Regions from separate parts of the Mus musculus genome. Here all the other regions are linked to region 1. Evidence: chromatin contacts called from public HiChIP or PLAC-seq and capture Hi-C data. All regions are on one chromosome and are shown on one strand. Each heading gives the region's core, a stretch centred on a gene start, on an enhancer-like site or on the middle of the called end of the contact. The rest is flanking DNA. Distances are from core to core; before and after follow the strand shown.

Region 1 (5,002 bases), core at 1,871-4,370:
GCAAGAGATGGAGAAAGAGCGAGGGAGATACAGCCGAGACGACATCTCCCATTTTGGGGTCAGGGAAGGGGTTGTATGTAGGCCACCTGGCCCCAATCTAGTTTTGCCGTCACAACTGTCACAGCTCCTCCCAGGCTCCGCTGCTGTCAACCACAACCCTCATTCAGGGTTGTCTCTGAGCCAGCTGTCCCCTCTTCCTGCACATGTGGTCGTGTCACAGGGGTCATGCACGCTCAGTTTAACATTTCCACTTTGCTTCAGGTGGAGTTACCTGGGAATCTCATGGGCCTCCGTTAAGGTCCATGACAAAGCTTCTGGGACTAGGCATAGTGGTTCATGCCTGTAATCCTTGTACTTGTGAAGCAGCCGGGGAAGGGTGAAGAACTGGGAAGTTCAAGACCAGCCTGGGCTACAGAGGGGAATCTCATCTCAAAGAAGAAAAAAAATTGTCTTCTAGATATTACTTTCCCAACAACCCAGTCTGATTAAGTCTCCGTTATTTTTCCACTGGGTGTCTCCATGCCACTGAACCGGTGACTGTCCATCTGTCACTCCCAGGGATGATGTCCCTGCAGAACCTGGCTCTGCCTCCCTTTCCATTTCAAAACTGCACCCCCCCCCCATGTTGTTGACAAGGGACCAAGGGACAGAGGCAGACTGACCCGAAGGAAGAGAAGGATGGGATATAGAAAGGGGAGGGGGTGGGGTATGCATGGAGAGAAGGAATGGAACTGAGCCACACAACATCCCAGAGGGGGTCAAAGAAGGGGATTAGGGCAAGTGGAGGTTAGGTAGGAGATGACAGAGGGGGTTGGGGGAGGGATATATATATATATAGTTTTTTTTTTACCTGACTTTTCTGACGACATGTTTGCAATCGTTGGGACAGGGTCTCTGAAGCTGGAGTCAGGGCCCCCTGACTGCTGGCGCAGGAGTCTTAGTGTCTCAGTCCGGGATGGCGCAGCGGCGGTAGCAGCAGCAGCGCGGAAATGGAGAGATGAAGACAGTGTGTGTTGGGGGGGGGGGGTGGCTGGGGGGGAGCTTAAAGGGACCGAGGCAGGGATGGGGGAGAGCTTCAGAAGTCTCCCCCCGAAAAACTCGGTTTCTCTCTGCTTCTGGACCACCTCTTTCCTCCTCTCACCCTGGCAGTCAAGCCCCCAGTTTAGCTCCCTTGGAGTTGTCATGGAAACCGGGAGGCAAGACCAGGCAAGGCGGGTGGGACTAAGAGAAGGAGGGAGGGAGGGAGAAATCTCTAGAGCCTCTCCCGCAAAGACTCGCTGTAGTGATTATATTGTGAGAAGAAGCCAGCTCAATGGATTTACCACACTTATCTCCAGACCCCGTTCAAGCAGTCCCTGCTCATCCATGGGGTTGCTCCCTCAGTTTCCCTCAGAACATCCTGCAAGATAGTTCTAGGTTTCTCCAGGTGTGAGACAGAACTGTACAAAGAGTGGAACCAAGAGGTTCAGACCCCCCCTCCCCCATATACAGCCTGACAATAGAGGTAAGATGCTGACTGTGGCTAAAGAAAAGGAGAAAAAGAAAGCGCCTGTGGGGGTACACAGGTACCTTCTTTCTCTAGGGTTATAAGAAGCTGAAATGCTTCATCAGAGGGAAGCAAGCTCTAATTGCTTGTTTGTGACAGGCAGGTTTGGAAAAGCGTGCTTGTTGGGGGCTGAAGAGTTCTTGGTCCAGTCAGCAGTCACAACCTCTCCTTAAAGCACTCCCTCTCTCCCCCCTCCTCCTGCCCCAAGACGCAGATCCACCCCCGGAGTCAACCCAAGACACAGCGGTGACTTCCACTCTTTTTATTTGCTTTTTGTGTCTTGTAAGGGCGTGGGTGGGGAGGTGGGGTAAGGATAGGCCCTCTACAGAGGTTACACCAGTTGAGCCTTTTTTGCAGAAACCTAGCAGGAGAATCAGAAACACCCCTTTAGGATTTTCCAACTCTCTCCAGAGACAGTTGCTCTAGGACAAAGCCCCTCTGGTGGCGTCCTGGAGAGCAGTCTCCAAAGCCCTGGCTTGAGCCCGTTCCAGGTCTGAGAAATTTTTACCCACGGCCTCATACCGGTGGTTCTGGTTTTTCAACCGTGCATGGATCAGAGGGAACCTTGGACCCATCCCTCCCACACCATCTTCAATACACGCTTCTGGTTTTATTAAGTTCAGATTAAACAAAGTCCCTGAGTACAGGCCTTGAAGCTCAGAAACCCTGCAAACTTATTTAATTGCTAAGTAAAAGCACTGACGGATAAAGGCTATTCCCTGGCACTCCGGCGCGCCGTAGGGGTCACGGGTAGGCCGAGTGGTGCCAGCGCCCGCAGCGGGGAGGAAGTCTGCCTGCACTGGCAGGGTTTGTGTCGCCAGCAGCCCGCAGGGATCTGAGGAGCAGTTTGTCGGGGTCGCTCAGGATTGAAAGACTGGTGGAAATCCTGTGGTGAGTCCTTGAAGCCCACGGGGCCCCACGCCCATATAAGGTGGGTCCGGGAGGGTGGGTCGTGAATGCGGAGATAAAAGTAGGGCCAGAGAAACTGGGTCAGGCTGCACTTCACTTGAGGGGCCTGGAGGACTCTCGGCGTCTCCGGAGACAAGGGCACAACACGCACTTCAAAGTGAAGAGTTGTAAGGCGCTGATCCGGAGCGGGAGGGCAGGCAGGAGTGGGAAGAGGGGCTCTTCAGCTGTGATCGGCCTGGCACTCTGGCCTAACACAAGCCTGGCGTCCAGCGATAGAAGCGGGAGTCGCCTTTCGTCAGTCCTAACCTCCCCCCTCGCACGTTTTCTTGGGCTCTGCTACGAAGCCAGACAGCCTGGATTGGAAAGTGGGCCGCATTAAGGAGGGGAAGTTGCACCCCTGGGTGGCTGGATGCAGCTGAAGCCTAGGAATGCCTTCTTTAGAAACCCAGTATTATCTTTTTCTGCTGTTGCCTCTCCCCATCCGGCTAAATGGATCGCTCTGTCTATTTCCTCCCCAGTTCTTTGGGTGCAATGGAATGTTCCATTGCCCCTCCGGTCCGCTGTCCGCGTTGCAGGGGACGCTCGCCCTGTTGCCAGGGAAAGTCCCGGACGTGACGGCTTTGCGCGACCCCGAGCAGCACCCCCCCCCCCCCCCCCGCGCCCCGTCCGTCATCCCACTGCGCGCTCTCCTTGTCCCCCTATCCCCGTATCCGGTGGATTACAGACTAGGTACAAGTAAACAGCTGGCGGAACGAAGCCTCCAGACACAGACCAGGTGGGAGTTTCCACTCTCCGTGTGTCCTGGGCCGCTGTTCCCCGGCCTTTGCAGATCCCAGAGTAGTGAATGGCCGAGGTGATGCTTAAGGGAGATCCTGGGCCTTGGGACAAAGTCCCTTGGGCGCCAAGTTGGGGGCGGGACTTAGGGTGAGCATTGGTGCATGGAGGTGGTAGGTGTTTGTGCCGAGCCATCTGGATGGAGTAAGTTAAAAGTAGCCTTCCCTCATACGGACCAGGAGTAGGAGCGGAGGCCGGAGAGTTGCTTGCTGTGAGTCTGTTGGGAGTGGAGAGGCGTCGTCTCCCTCACGGCCTCTCGTTCCTTCTCAGGTGGGAGCATGCCGGGGCTATGGAGGCAGAGGCTTCCTTCGGCTTGGGCTTTGCTTCTCCTGCCGTTCCTGCCGCTGCTGATGCCCGCAGCCCCCGCAGCCCACCGCGGGTCCTACAAGCCCGTGATCGTGGTGCACGGGCTCTTTGACAGTTCATACAGCTTCCGCCACCTGCTGGACTATATCAATGAGGTCTGTGGGGGATACTGAATGGATATAAAGTGGCTGGGGGAGGAAGCGTGGGCAGATGAAAGACAGCCAGCCCCTCTAGGCTAGTTTTCAGGGTACTGCTCCCCGCACGGGGAGAGCTGAGGGATGGGGGTTCCTGCAAGCACAGTGAATACACTTTGTCCAACCTAGTGCCGCATTGCCCCTTTCCCACAGACACACACCGGGACTGTGGTGACAGTGCTTGATCTCTTCGATGGCAGAGAGAGTTTGCGGCCCCTGTGGGAACAGGTACAAGGGTTCCGAGAGGCTGTGGTCCCCATCATGGAAAAGGCCCCTGAAGGAGTGCACCTCATCTGCTACTCCCAGGGTAAGCAACGCACACTCTTAACTCCCAACCCCCGTCTGAGCTTGACCCTTATCTAAGGCCTACTTTCTGGCGTTTGTGTCCTGAGTGGGAGGGAGGGTTCCTTCTGTGCTCATTGGCCATGGTTCTTAGATTTAAGGAATTACAGAGCAGCTAAAAGCATTTCAGTTGGTCAGAGGCCTAAACTCGCACCATGGCTCCATCATGTGACCTGTGACCCGTGCTGGAATGGAGTGTATCGGAGGCCTGGGATTCTGAGAGACAGGAAGTAAGGATCACTCCAGTGGCTATTCTTAAGACCCTTTCGGAGCTGGAGAGATGGCTCAGCGGTTAAGAGCACTCACTGACTGCTCTTCCAGAGGTCCAGAGTTCAATTCCCAGCAACCATGTGGTGGCTCACAACCATCTGTAATGAGATCTGATGCCCTCTTCTGGTGTGTGTGTCTGAAGACAGGGACAGTGCACTCATATACATGAAATAAATCAATCAACCTAAAAGACCATTTCCAACACTGGTGCTCTGCTTCCAGGGGGCCTGGTGTGCCGTGCTTTGCTGTCTGTCATGGATAACCACAATGTGGACTCTTTCATCTCCCTCTCCTCCCCACAGATGGGCCAGTATGGAGGTGAGTGGGCACTGTGGGTGCCATAGAAGGCAGTATAGTGTGTTCGGGGCACAGAGATTTGATGGCCCTTGGCATGGCGGTTCTCTTTCAGACACGGACTATTTGAAATGGCTCTTCCCCACGTCCATGCGGTCTAACCTCTATCGGGTCTGCTATAGTCCTTGGGGCCAGGAATTTTCCATTTGCAACTACTGGCACGGTGAGTGGGCCTCCGTGGTCGGGGTGCTACGGAGGATGAGGCCTGTTGCTCCCAATCTGACATAACCAAAGCAATCGCTTCCAT
Region 2 (5,002 bases), core at 880-3,379, 450 kb after region 1:
GCTCTAGTGGGGGTGTCATCTACCTGGTCACCATCACAGCTGCTGGTGTGGACCATCGAGTCATCCTGGGAGATGAGCTGCCAAAATTCTACGATGAGTGACTGATCCCCAGAAGTCCCTTCCTTGTTTGTAATAAACTTTCTGGAACCAGAAGGCCGGTGCGATGGGCAAAGGTGAAATATGTGTATCAGAGAGACACGGTGTGTGGAGGGAAGCGTCCTCCCCGGCCCAGATCAGCATGCCCTTCCATTCTTTTGTAAAAATAAACTTTATTATTAAAAAAATAAATAAATCATTAGTTGCAAATAAATAAAAAAGCATCCACACAAAGGGAACCACATTCAAAGTCTGCGAGACTCAGTGAACTTCTAGACAGTAAGAACTGAGATTTAAAATGGAATCTGTGAAGTTCGACATTAAATTGAAGACCTTCTTGTTCTTTATCCCCATGCCAAACACTTTCTCCAGAGAAAGAGAGCGGAGCACCCTGGGAGAAAAGCCCTCAGATATGAGAGGTCACTGTGGGTTGACTTCTTTTTAATTTTATAGATTTGTTTACTTTCATTGTATGTGGTTTTTTTTTTCTTCCTGCATGGATGTGTGCAGGTCCCTGTAGAGGCCAGAAGAAGGACACTGGAAACTGGAACTGGAGTCTGCTTGCAAGCTGCCATGTGGGTGCTGGGAACTGAACCCGGGCCCTCTGCAAGAACAGCCAGGTGCTTAACCACTGAGCCATCTCTCCTGCCCCTGGATGGGTTGTAATATTGTAGATCCTGTGCTGAGGAGATGGCTCAGTCAATAAAGGGCTAGCTGTGCACAAAAATTTGGGACCAGATTGCCAGCACTTACTTAAAAACCAGGTACAGTGACACCTACCTAGAACTTCAGTACTGGGGAGGCAGAAACACAGACCCGTGGAACACATTGACCAACAAAATCAATGAGTTCCAAGTTCAGTTAGAAACCCTGTCCCAAAAAGTAAGGTAGAGAGAGACTGAAGAAGTCACCTGCTAATGACCTGTGGCCTCCACATGCCACACAGGATAAATAATGCTTTAAAATAATTCAAACCACAAAAATTGCACAGGACAGCTGAACACAGTTCAAAGGTAAAGCTAAAAAGAAAGATATGGTTTCACTTTGGGGCTCACAGATGAGGGTACAAACCATTGCCCCTGACAAGCAGCTCATGGGTGTCCCAGGAGCCATGTTAAACAGCTCTCAAACCCCATGGTTTCATGTCCTTAGGCAGGGTCAATCATTCCCTTCATCCTGTCAGATGAAGGCTCAGTCACCCTGAGGTGGTTTGTGTCTTCAGAGCTCAGGGCCATTTTGCTAATAACTAAATGAGCAGGCGTAGTCAACTGAACCTTGAGTATGAATCTGAGCACACAGATCCAATATGCTCTGTATGGTCCCGCTCCTTTGAAACCGGGTGCTTGTGGTGGGTCATCTAAACTCAATGCCTGGATCTGCTTCTAACTCTGTTGTTTAATTTTTTTTTAAATATAAATGATAGTTTAAGAGCCCACCCCTTCCCCTCGTCTCTCCAGAGTATGATGACCACTGAGAACTCTGGATAGGATTCAGAAAGCAGGAACTGAAAGTGGCCAGTGAGCAGAGTCAGAACTCCCAGCATGCCCTGAAACCAGCCCCGGTGCACCCTGCTCAACTGCAGCCAGGAGGGAGGTCTCCCTGGTGAGGGGAACGGAGAAGGGGTCAGGTGGGGACTCTCCGAACTCAGTTAGCCTTAACACCTCAAGCCTGTGACATGTCTGAACCAGCACCACACAGCCAGCCAGCAACAAGCTGAAATGCAAACGCATTCACACTGGAAGGCTTCGTTCTATCAATCAAACAACTGTATCATTCGTTCCAAGAGTTTGAAACATCTCCCAGAGGCAAGATTAAAAAAAAAAAAAAAGCATCTGAGACAAAGGGAAACTGAGGGTGAGAAAAATAAATAAAGCCAAAGACTAAAACAAATGTACAACAGAACTGTCAAGAAATAACATGGCCCGTGGGTAATGGTCAAAGTTCTATTCCCTGGATCCACGTGGTCAGGGAAGAATGCAGAGCCCTTGAAGCTGTCCTCTGACCTCAGGGCACACAGGCATCTTGCACAACAGACAGACAGACAGACAAATAAGCATATACCACGTGGCGCTAGCTTACAAGGGCTGGCAGACCCACCGAAACACTTGAGAGTTCTGAAAGACAGTTGTTAACCACTGGCAACTTGATGTTGTCTGCAGTGGAAATATCTAAGACCATGGAAACCGAAAACACTACAAGTTGGGACTTTTTGAGTTCTCAAATGGCCAATTTAACAGTACAGGTATTGGTCACAAACTATCAAACAGGCAACAGCTGGTTCTGAGCCACAAGGCAGTAAGAGCAAAGAAAGAAAGAAAACCAGGCAGAAGACTAATAAAATTCCGTCTTTAAATCTCCATCTCAAATACCAAATGCGATATTCAACTTTTGAAGCCAAGTAGGACCAGGACTGAGTGGTTTATACTTGTACTAAAGCAATCCCTAGTCAGTTTCAAAGAGCCAGAGTCCCAGTGGTTTATGTTTATACTAAAGCAATCCCTAGTCAGTTTCAGAGAGCCAGGGTCCCAGAAACTGTGCTCTGTAACAGCCTGGCAACTTGGCAACAAATAGACACTTAGAATCCTCGTGCTTTGGAAACTAACAAAACATTGCTCACGGGGATTTAGGATAAAACCCCAAATGAAGTAACTCATTTACTGGGAAATGGCTGGTAAAAATGTTACATATGGAAAATGCTACATGTTACTAGAGAGGCAGAGCCTGCAGATTCTGAATTCAAAGCCAGTCGAGAATAGACAAGAAAGACCTTGTCTCAAAAAAAAAAAAAAAAAAATTCCGTGTCCAGGAAAGCAGAGGGGAGACTGTCTATAGGAAGAGAAGTCATGTCTACAGGAAGGGGACAATGAAAGGGAACGCTTGATCAAAGTCTTGTCCCATCTAGGGTTACTATTACTGCAATGAAACCCCAGGACCAAAGCTACCTGGGAAGGAAAGCGTTCATCCTGTTTACACTTCCACATAGCTGTTAGTCACCGAAGGAAATCAGGACAGGAATCTGGAGGCAGGAGCTGATGCAGAGGCCATGGAGGGGCGTCATCACTTGCTCAGCCTGCTTTCTTATAGAAGCCAGGACTGCCAGCCCAGGAATGGCGCCACCCACAATGGGCTTGGCCCTCCCCTATCAATCACTAATTTAGAAAGTTGTTCCAGACGTTTTCTTAAGCCATCCTCTCAAGATGACTTTAGCTTATGTCAAGTTAGCCCAAAACTACCCAGCACAGTACTTATATGATAATGTCTTCATTAGACCCGATATGATACTATGCAAAACAAAAAAAATCATGTCAACTTCTGTAGGATGTAGATAAATATACACTTTGAAAGAATTATATTCCTTCAAATATAGTTATTTGGGCCCTCAAGATATTGCAGTGGGTAAAAGCACTTGTTGACTGAGTCTGATCTTGAGTGCAAATCCCAGATCCTACTGTGGAAGGAGAGGGCTGACTCCTGAAAGTTGTCCTCTGACCTCTAGGCAGCCCTACAGTGTGCGCGCACAACACACACTCACACACCACCACCACCACCACCACCGCCACTACTTCCAATGCAAATAAATTTAAGAAAAAAATAAATTTTTTGTTATAACAGGAGAAATTAAAAGCAAATGACCTAAAAATTCTCAAAAATCCATGAAAGAGCCGGGACTGGTGATATAGACCTTTAATTCCAGCACTTGGGCGGTAATGGCAAGAGGAAGAGCTTTCTGAGTTCAAGGCTAGCCTGGTCTGCATAGTGAGTTCCAGGCTAGCCAAGGCTACATAATCAGACCTTGTCTCAAAAAGCAAAACAAACACTTGGGGCAAGTGCTGGACAGATGGCTCAGAAGCTAAAAGCACATCTTGTTTTTGCAGAGGACCCAAGTTCAATTCCCAGCACCCGCATGATGGCTTACAACCATCTGTGACTCCAGTTCCAGGGGATCCTGCACCCTCTTTGGCTTCCTCCGGCACTGCATGCACATGATGCACATATATCCAAACAGGCAAAACACTCATCCACATAAAATTAATAAATCTTTAGAAAAAAAAAAGAAAACCACAGACTACTGTCACCAAGGACTGGAGTTCAGCTCCCTGTACCCACACCAGGTAGTACATGGCTGCTTGTAACTTCAACCCTTTACTGGATCATGACGTAGATCCACTAAAGGGTTTCATCTGCGTTAGGGCTTTGTGCACAAAGATCGCTGTTCCCTTGACATGAGGGGCCCAGGACTCCTTAGTTCTCCACGATTGGAACTGGATTCCTATTGTTTCTGCCATGGCCCTCAACTGTAACCTTCTGGGCTCCCAGGCTTCTTAATAGACTTTACTGCTGCCAGGGTTTTTAAAGAAACCTTTGAAAAGACTCTTTCCCTCTCCTCCCACCCTCATGATCACTCCCTCAACCCCCATGATCTTGCATAAGTCCATGAGTTACAGACCAGTGGGAACTGGTCGAAATAGCAAAAACTTTCAATTGACCTTCCTAAGAAAAACCATCTTAGGACAAGGGAGAAATGACAGAAGAGGAAGCATGCCAAACACCTTCATATGCTATTCCAGAATCTTTAGTTTAGGATACAAAGGGTGTTTGGTTTCTGTCTCTCTAAAGAACTGGGGCAGGGGTAAAGGGGAGATGGTGGGGGCATAAAGGGGGCAGTGTGGACAGGATGGACCCAGAGCCCTAGTTCATTCTATAATCTCCCTTTTTACCACCCTGCCCAGAAGCTCACTGCGGGGCACTTCCCACATACCTTTTTAAAAACCAAAGATGTATATATTTTTATTTATGTGTGTATCTGCATGTATGTACACCACATGCATGCAGTACCCATGGAGGCCAGAAGAGGGCGACTGATTTACTCAAACATTTTCTGCTTTAAATATTGGTTTTAACTTTA
Region 3 (5,002 bases), core at 1,095-3,594, 390 kb after region 1:
AGCTTGTACTTCTGCCTGCAGACCATGTTCACAGCAGCTCTGCTCGTCTCCAGGAGATCCAGGCGTTTGTTCCACTGGTCAGCATCAGGTTCCCCCAGCTCCGTCAGAGCCACAAACATCCCCAGGTCACTGTCGAAGTGTAAATACTCCTCCAGGTTGAAGATGAACCTGACCAGCAAGTGAACCTTTTCTGTACCATTGGTGAAGTAACAGTCCGCCTTTGCCTGAATCACAAAATTCTCTGGAAACCATAAAAGGATTAGGAACCAGCTGCACCTCTGGGAAAGCCTGCACCTGGCACACTAAGTCAGATAGCAACGTTCTCAAAAGCCCACCATTAAGAGACAAAGTCACTTAAATGACATTAAGAGACAAAGTCACTTAATGTCATTTAATGCTTATTGGCATTTATTTAAAATGTGAACAAGGAAAACAGTTTTCAGGAGTAAGTCTATCCCATTCCATCCTGTCCCCTACCCCACAGCCCAGTCCCCACCCAGTCCCCATGTCATGTCCCACCCCCATCTGTCCCCCACCCCAGTTTTCCCAATCCCCATCCCTAACCCCCTTGTCTTTCCTCCCCATTATTCCCCCACCCCTCCCTCACCTTGTCTCCCCATCCTCACCCCCTGTGTGCCCCCTGTCCCTGGTTCCCCTCGTACCTGTCCCTGTCCCCCACAGTCCCTGTGTCCTCCTTTCTCCCCCATCCCCATCTTCCCTGTCCTCCCCTCCCCCTCCCCTGTTATTCTCCCCCACCCCTTATCTAACACGTGGTTCCTAGGGATTGAACTCAAGTTGTCAGGTTTGGCAGCAAGTGGCTTTAACCACTGAGCCATCTTTCGGCCCATTCTATGTTTCTGAACACTACACTCATGTTGAAGGCAAACTTGGAATGGTATTCATGGGGAAGAAGAGGAAGGAGACGGGACAGGAAGAGAAAGACTTCTTGTGATGACAGCGTGCTGTGGCTCAGTTCTGTGCGCTTGAAAATGATAAAGCAGGCAGACCTCCATGAAGCGGCTAAGCTGCGACTTGAAGGATAATGAGCTGTGGGTCTGTTTATTCCTAAGCTCAGCAGTCTCCTCCAGCAGTGCTCAGCCACCCCCTGAGAATGACTTCCATGACCATCCAGGCCCCTCTGAGGGCCACTGAGTTCAGACGAGGTGCCAGCCTCCAGTCCCTCAGCATGTCTACCCTTCTCTGTTCCCTCTTTACAAGCTAAAGAGAAAGTATATGGGGTTTTCATCATCATCTAAAACTCCGTGCTGTTTTTTTTTTTCCCCATTTGTCAAATGGACGTGATAAACTCAGAGCGGTTTTTGTTCTCCGAGAAAACGGATGCCCCTCCTAGGCTTGTTCCTCTTCTGTATTTAATGAGACTGGCGTTAGAGGGGAGTCTTTTCTTAGCATATCACATCCTGTTTTCTGCTCACAAGCCTGAGTTTTCATGGTCTAGCAACGCTGGTGTTTGCATAGCCCGTCTCCCAGTGAAAAAACAAGCTGTACACAGCAACCTGAGGCCAAAGATAACTAACATACTCAACTTGTCTGAGCTCTCAACTTCACTCACACCTCAAAACTTCTCAGGACGATGCTGAACGCTAACCAGGAGCTTAATAGTTGGAGATGTGATTTCCAATTTCACCAGAAAGCCATAAAAGGAGTAGATGCTCGTAGAGAAAGCTCAGCTGCTCAGACTCCGGCTTTCAAGGTTCTAGTGTCTGATGTTGATGCACAAGGAGCCCAACAGGGGAAAATGTCTCCTTCCTCCCTCCCTCCCTCACTCCCCTCCTCACTCCCCTGGTATCTGTGTCTTGGGTGTGAGAAGACCTTTCCAGGCAGTTCTTTGTGGGTGCTGAGGAGCGCATGAGCTTCCTGGTCAGTGGGGGGGTGGGGGGGGCTCTTTTTTTTTTTTTTTGGTTTGTCAAGACAGGGTTTTTTTCTGTGTAGCCCTGGCTGTCCTGGAACTCACTCTGTAGACCAGGCTGGCCTCAAACTCAGAAATCCACCTGCCTCTGCCTCCTGAGTGCTGGGGTTAAAGACGTGTGCTACCACCACCTGGCTGGGGGGACTCTTTAAAGTCAGAGCCACTCTAGTCTGAGACTTTGGTCCACAGAGAATGGGGAGAGTTAGCCCCGTGCCAATTCCAGAAAACCACACCCAGAATCAAACCCCTCTCTTCTTACCTGGGGAGTCTCTGCCTTCAATCATGAAGGAATCCAGCCTCATGAGGTTCACCAACAGAGCCACCACCCAGGGGGCCCTCCCAGCGCCCATTCTGGAGGGGACAAAGGGGCAATGAAGAGACTGATACACCTATTTAGAATAGAGCTGTCTTCCACACAGCTGAAAAAAAAAATAGATAGGTAATTATGCAGCCTCCTTCACACTGTTAACCAATCAAGAGCGAAGACTTTGCATCATTTGTTGCTAGGCAGAACACTTTGCTAACACTGTGTGATAAAAGCCAAGAACTGGTTACCTGGAGAGTCAGTGTTGGCTGTTGAAATGTGGGAAAATGGACCAGCATCGGGAGAGAAAAGTCTACAGAGTATGAGGTCCTAGAACAAAGTAGGTTGTTTATTGTGTATTCTGCTGCCTTCACTTAGTAGGGTCCCTGAATTAGTCTGACCAACAGGTCTCCCTTCCTAGAGAGTGACTGACATTGACTGCAGAGGGTACTGAACTATGTAAATAGCTTTGTGGATTGTAGCTTAAAGGGGGTTGATGGCAGCTCGTCAGCAAAAGCAGAAGACAGGCTGTGCTGTGCCTTGTATGCCAAGCAAGGAGAGGAGGGAAGAGGAAAACAAAGACAGAAAGACAAACAGGAAGGCATAATTCTCAAAAGAATAAAATCGTGCAAATATACTCATAAAGACAGAATAGAAGGAAGCATTGGGGACCAAGTCAGTAAGATGGTGGGATGGGATTCTATAGAACACATTAGCTGGCAGAACGAGTGTAGCCTGAGCTACAGAGTGAGACCCTGGCTCAAAATGACAATAATAATAATAATAATAATAATAATAATAATAATAATAATAATAATAATAAATGACACTGTGCTGAAAATATTATGGGAAAAAGTATAAATTAATCGATTAATTGACCTCTGCTGCCTTGGTCAGGTTTCTGCTGCCGTGACGACCACCACAGCCAAAGCTACTTCACAGTAGCTTAGAAGGAGGCTGAAAGCTATTGAAGGAAAGGGCTTATTTCACCTTACAGCAGCTTATGTTCCATCACTGGGGGAGGTCAGGGCAGGAGCTCAGGGAGGAACCTCGAGGCAGGAACTGAAGCAGAAGGGAGCTGCTTACTGGCTTGCTCCACATGGCTTGCTCAGCCTGCTTTCTTAAACTGCCCAAGACTCTACCTCCCACAGTGGGCCAGGCCATTCCTCATCAATAAATAGTCAATTAAAAGAAAATGTCCTCTAGACTTGCCTAAGACAATCTGATGGGGACATTTTCTCAATTGAGGTTCCCTCTTCCCAGATGACCTAGCTTAGGTCAAGTTGACAAGCACACACACACACACACACACACACACACACACACACACACACATGCACATACACGTGCATGCATGCACAAAGTAAAATTAGCCAGTATACTTACCAAGATAATGTAATGATGTATATATTATGCATGGAATTTTATCCTATTGATATGTTTGTATACATGCATTTTAGCATCTAAGCAAGACATTGTGAGCAATGGCCAAAGATTTGTAATAACATCACCCAGCTACCTGCTGGTTCTGTACAGCCCAGAAGATAATCTATGAAAGCTGTGCTTTTCATTCAAGATGAATGTGTTCATTAAATGTATAGCAAGCAAAATAAATAGAATAAATAAATAGCCAGTAGCAGACAGAGGTAGCAGGTAATTATAACTTTAATTTTTTTCAGATCCTATTTTTTTATTTTTATAAGTACACTGTAGCTGTCATCAGACACACCAGAAGAGGGCATCGGATCCCATTACAGATGGTTGTGAGCCACCCCACCATGTAGTTGCTAGGAATTGAACTCAGGACCTCTGGAAGAGCACTGACTGCTCTTAACCTCTGAGCCATCTCTCCAGCCTCCTCAAATCCTATTTTTAGTGGTGGTCCTTAAACACTTTAACCTCCCTTGTAGCCCACCACCCTCCAGAGGTAGTGGAAAAGAAAGGACATGAGGGAAATGGACCTGTGTAGAAAGGTTCTTTGGAGCAACTCCCTTCTGTGTTGTCTGGAAATCAGCAGTTCAGTTCACAGGTCAGCAGCAGCAGCTTGATCCACTCACAAACACTTCATGCAAACACCAGCAGTCTGGTTGAGTCAAGTTAACAACATCGGTGATATGTTCTAGCAGCGACAGCCAGGCCTCAGCCTCGACTTGAGTCAGCATGAGGGACCGGGAGGAATGCCATGAAAAGTTCTTGGCTGTGCCTCTCTCAATGAAGCAAAAGTCAGCAAAGACTCGAAATCAGTAAGAGTTGAACAGCTACCTCTACCAGCAAGCCAAGCTCAGCCTCCATTGCTGTCTGTTGAGTCCTTTTTATACTCTCTCCAAACATCAGGTCTCCTCCACAGGGCTTGCCTTAGTACATGCATCTGTCTCGGCTGACATCACTCTGCCTATCAACCCAAGTCCTTGGAAGCAACAAGAACCTGCAGCACACCACCAGGAGATTTTTGGTGCATTTCTCTCTATGGAGTCCTGACAAATGCAGCTCAACTACACAATGCAAAGTGGACCAATACATGATCAAGAATTCTTCATTATGTGTCCTTACATCTACTTGCTTTAGCAGAACATGCTCTCGAAACGTTCCTTCATGAGTCTGACTTAGCCTTTCACCCCTGTGTCCACGCTAATGAAACAGTCCTTCACGTGTTTGCAAAACACCATCCAACACAACTGACTTTCCAAAGAACCCCTAAGTTTCCACTTCAGGTAATAGCAGAAGGCCATCCATAGGGCTCAGAACACACAGCAGAGAGAGCAAGGAAAGGG

Evidence for each region. HiChIP or PLAC-seq counts read pairs in DNA pulled down with a chosen protein or histone mark. Capture Hi-C pulls out chosen DNA fragments and counts their contacts.
Region 2: a contact with region 1 is called in an H3K4me3 HiChIP or PLAC-seq map of bone marrow-derived macrophages, with 2.7 times the contacts expected there. The contact joins the enhancer-like site here to the promoter of Ppt2 in region 1. A contact is called at or near these places in 5 of 39 promoter capture datasets (cranial neural crest, embryonic stem cells, hippocampal neurons and 1 more), 5 of 484 Hi-C or Micro-C datasets (B cells, cortical neurons and embryonic stem cells), 3 of 115 datasets of contacts at active chromatin or transcription factors (bone marrow-derived macrophages, embryonic stem cells and large pre-B cells) and 3 of 9 other capture datasets (embryonic stem cells, macrophages and pancreatic islet).
Region 3: a capture Hi-C map of macrophages shows a contact between it and region 1, with 2.8 times the contacts expected there. The contact joins the promoter of H2-Ob here to the promoter of Ppt2 in region 1. A contact is called at or near these places in 8 of 484 Hi-C or Micro-C datasets (the G1E-ER4 cell line, the N1E-115 cell line, adipose-derived mesenchymal stem cells and 4 more), 5 of 115 datasets of contacts at active chromatin or transcription factors (bone marrow-derived dendritic cells, bone marrow-derived macrophages, epiblast stem cells and 2 more) and 3 of 9 other capture datasets (embryonic stem cells, macrophages and pancreatic islet).

Annotation. Positions count from the first base shown.
Region 1 is chr17:34,625,553-34,630,554 of GRCm38.p6, reverse strand. It overlaps Ppt2 (palmitoyl-protein thioesterase 2), which reads left to right and starts at 3,120. Exons shown (of 9, transcript NM_001302396.1): 1 at 3,120-3,230; 2 at 3,560-3,750; 3 at 3,943-4,096; 4 at 4,624-4,719; 5 at 4,811-4,918. The coding sequence starts at 3,568. Prrt1 (proline-rich transmembrane protein 1) reads right to left here and starts at 991. Exons shown (of 4, transcript NM_030890.2): 1 at 851-991. The coding sequence starts at 869.
Region 2 is chr17:34,177,323-34,182,324 of GRCm38.p6, reverse strand. It overlaps Psmb9 (proteasome (prosome, macropain) subunit, beta type 9 (large multifunctional peptidase 2)), which reads left to right. Exons shown (of 6, transcript NM_013585.2): 6 at 1-226. The coding sequence ends at 101. Among named protein-coding and RNA genes, the nearest start is that of Psmb9, 7.5 kb to the left of the region's middle. Within about 2 kb of position 2,129, at least 21 of the 459 cell types and tissues checked have an H3K27ac peak or open chromatin away from gene starts, as enhancers often do. A contact at or near this core is called in bone marrow-derived macrophages, where this site is marked.
Region 3 is chr17:34,236,247-34,241,248 of GRCm38.p6, reverse strand. It overlaps H2-Ob (histocompatibility 2, O region beta locus), which reads right to left and starts at 2,344. Exons shown (of 6, transcript NM_010389.3): 1 at 2,187-2,344; 2 at 1-241. The coding sequence starts at 2,277.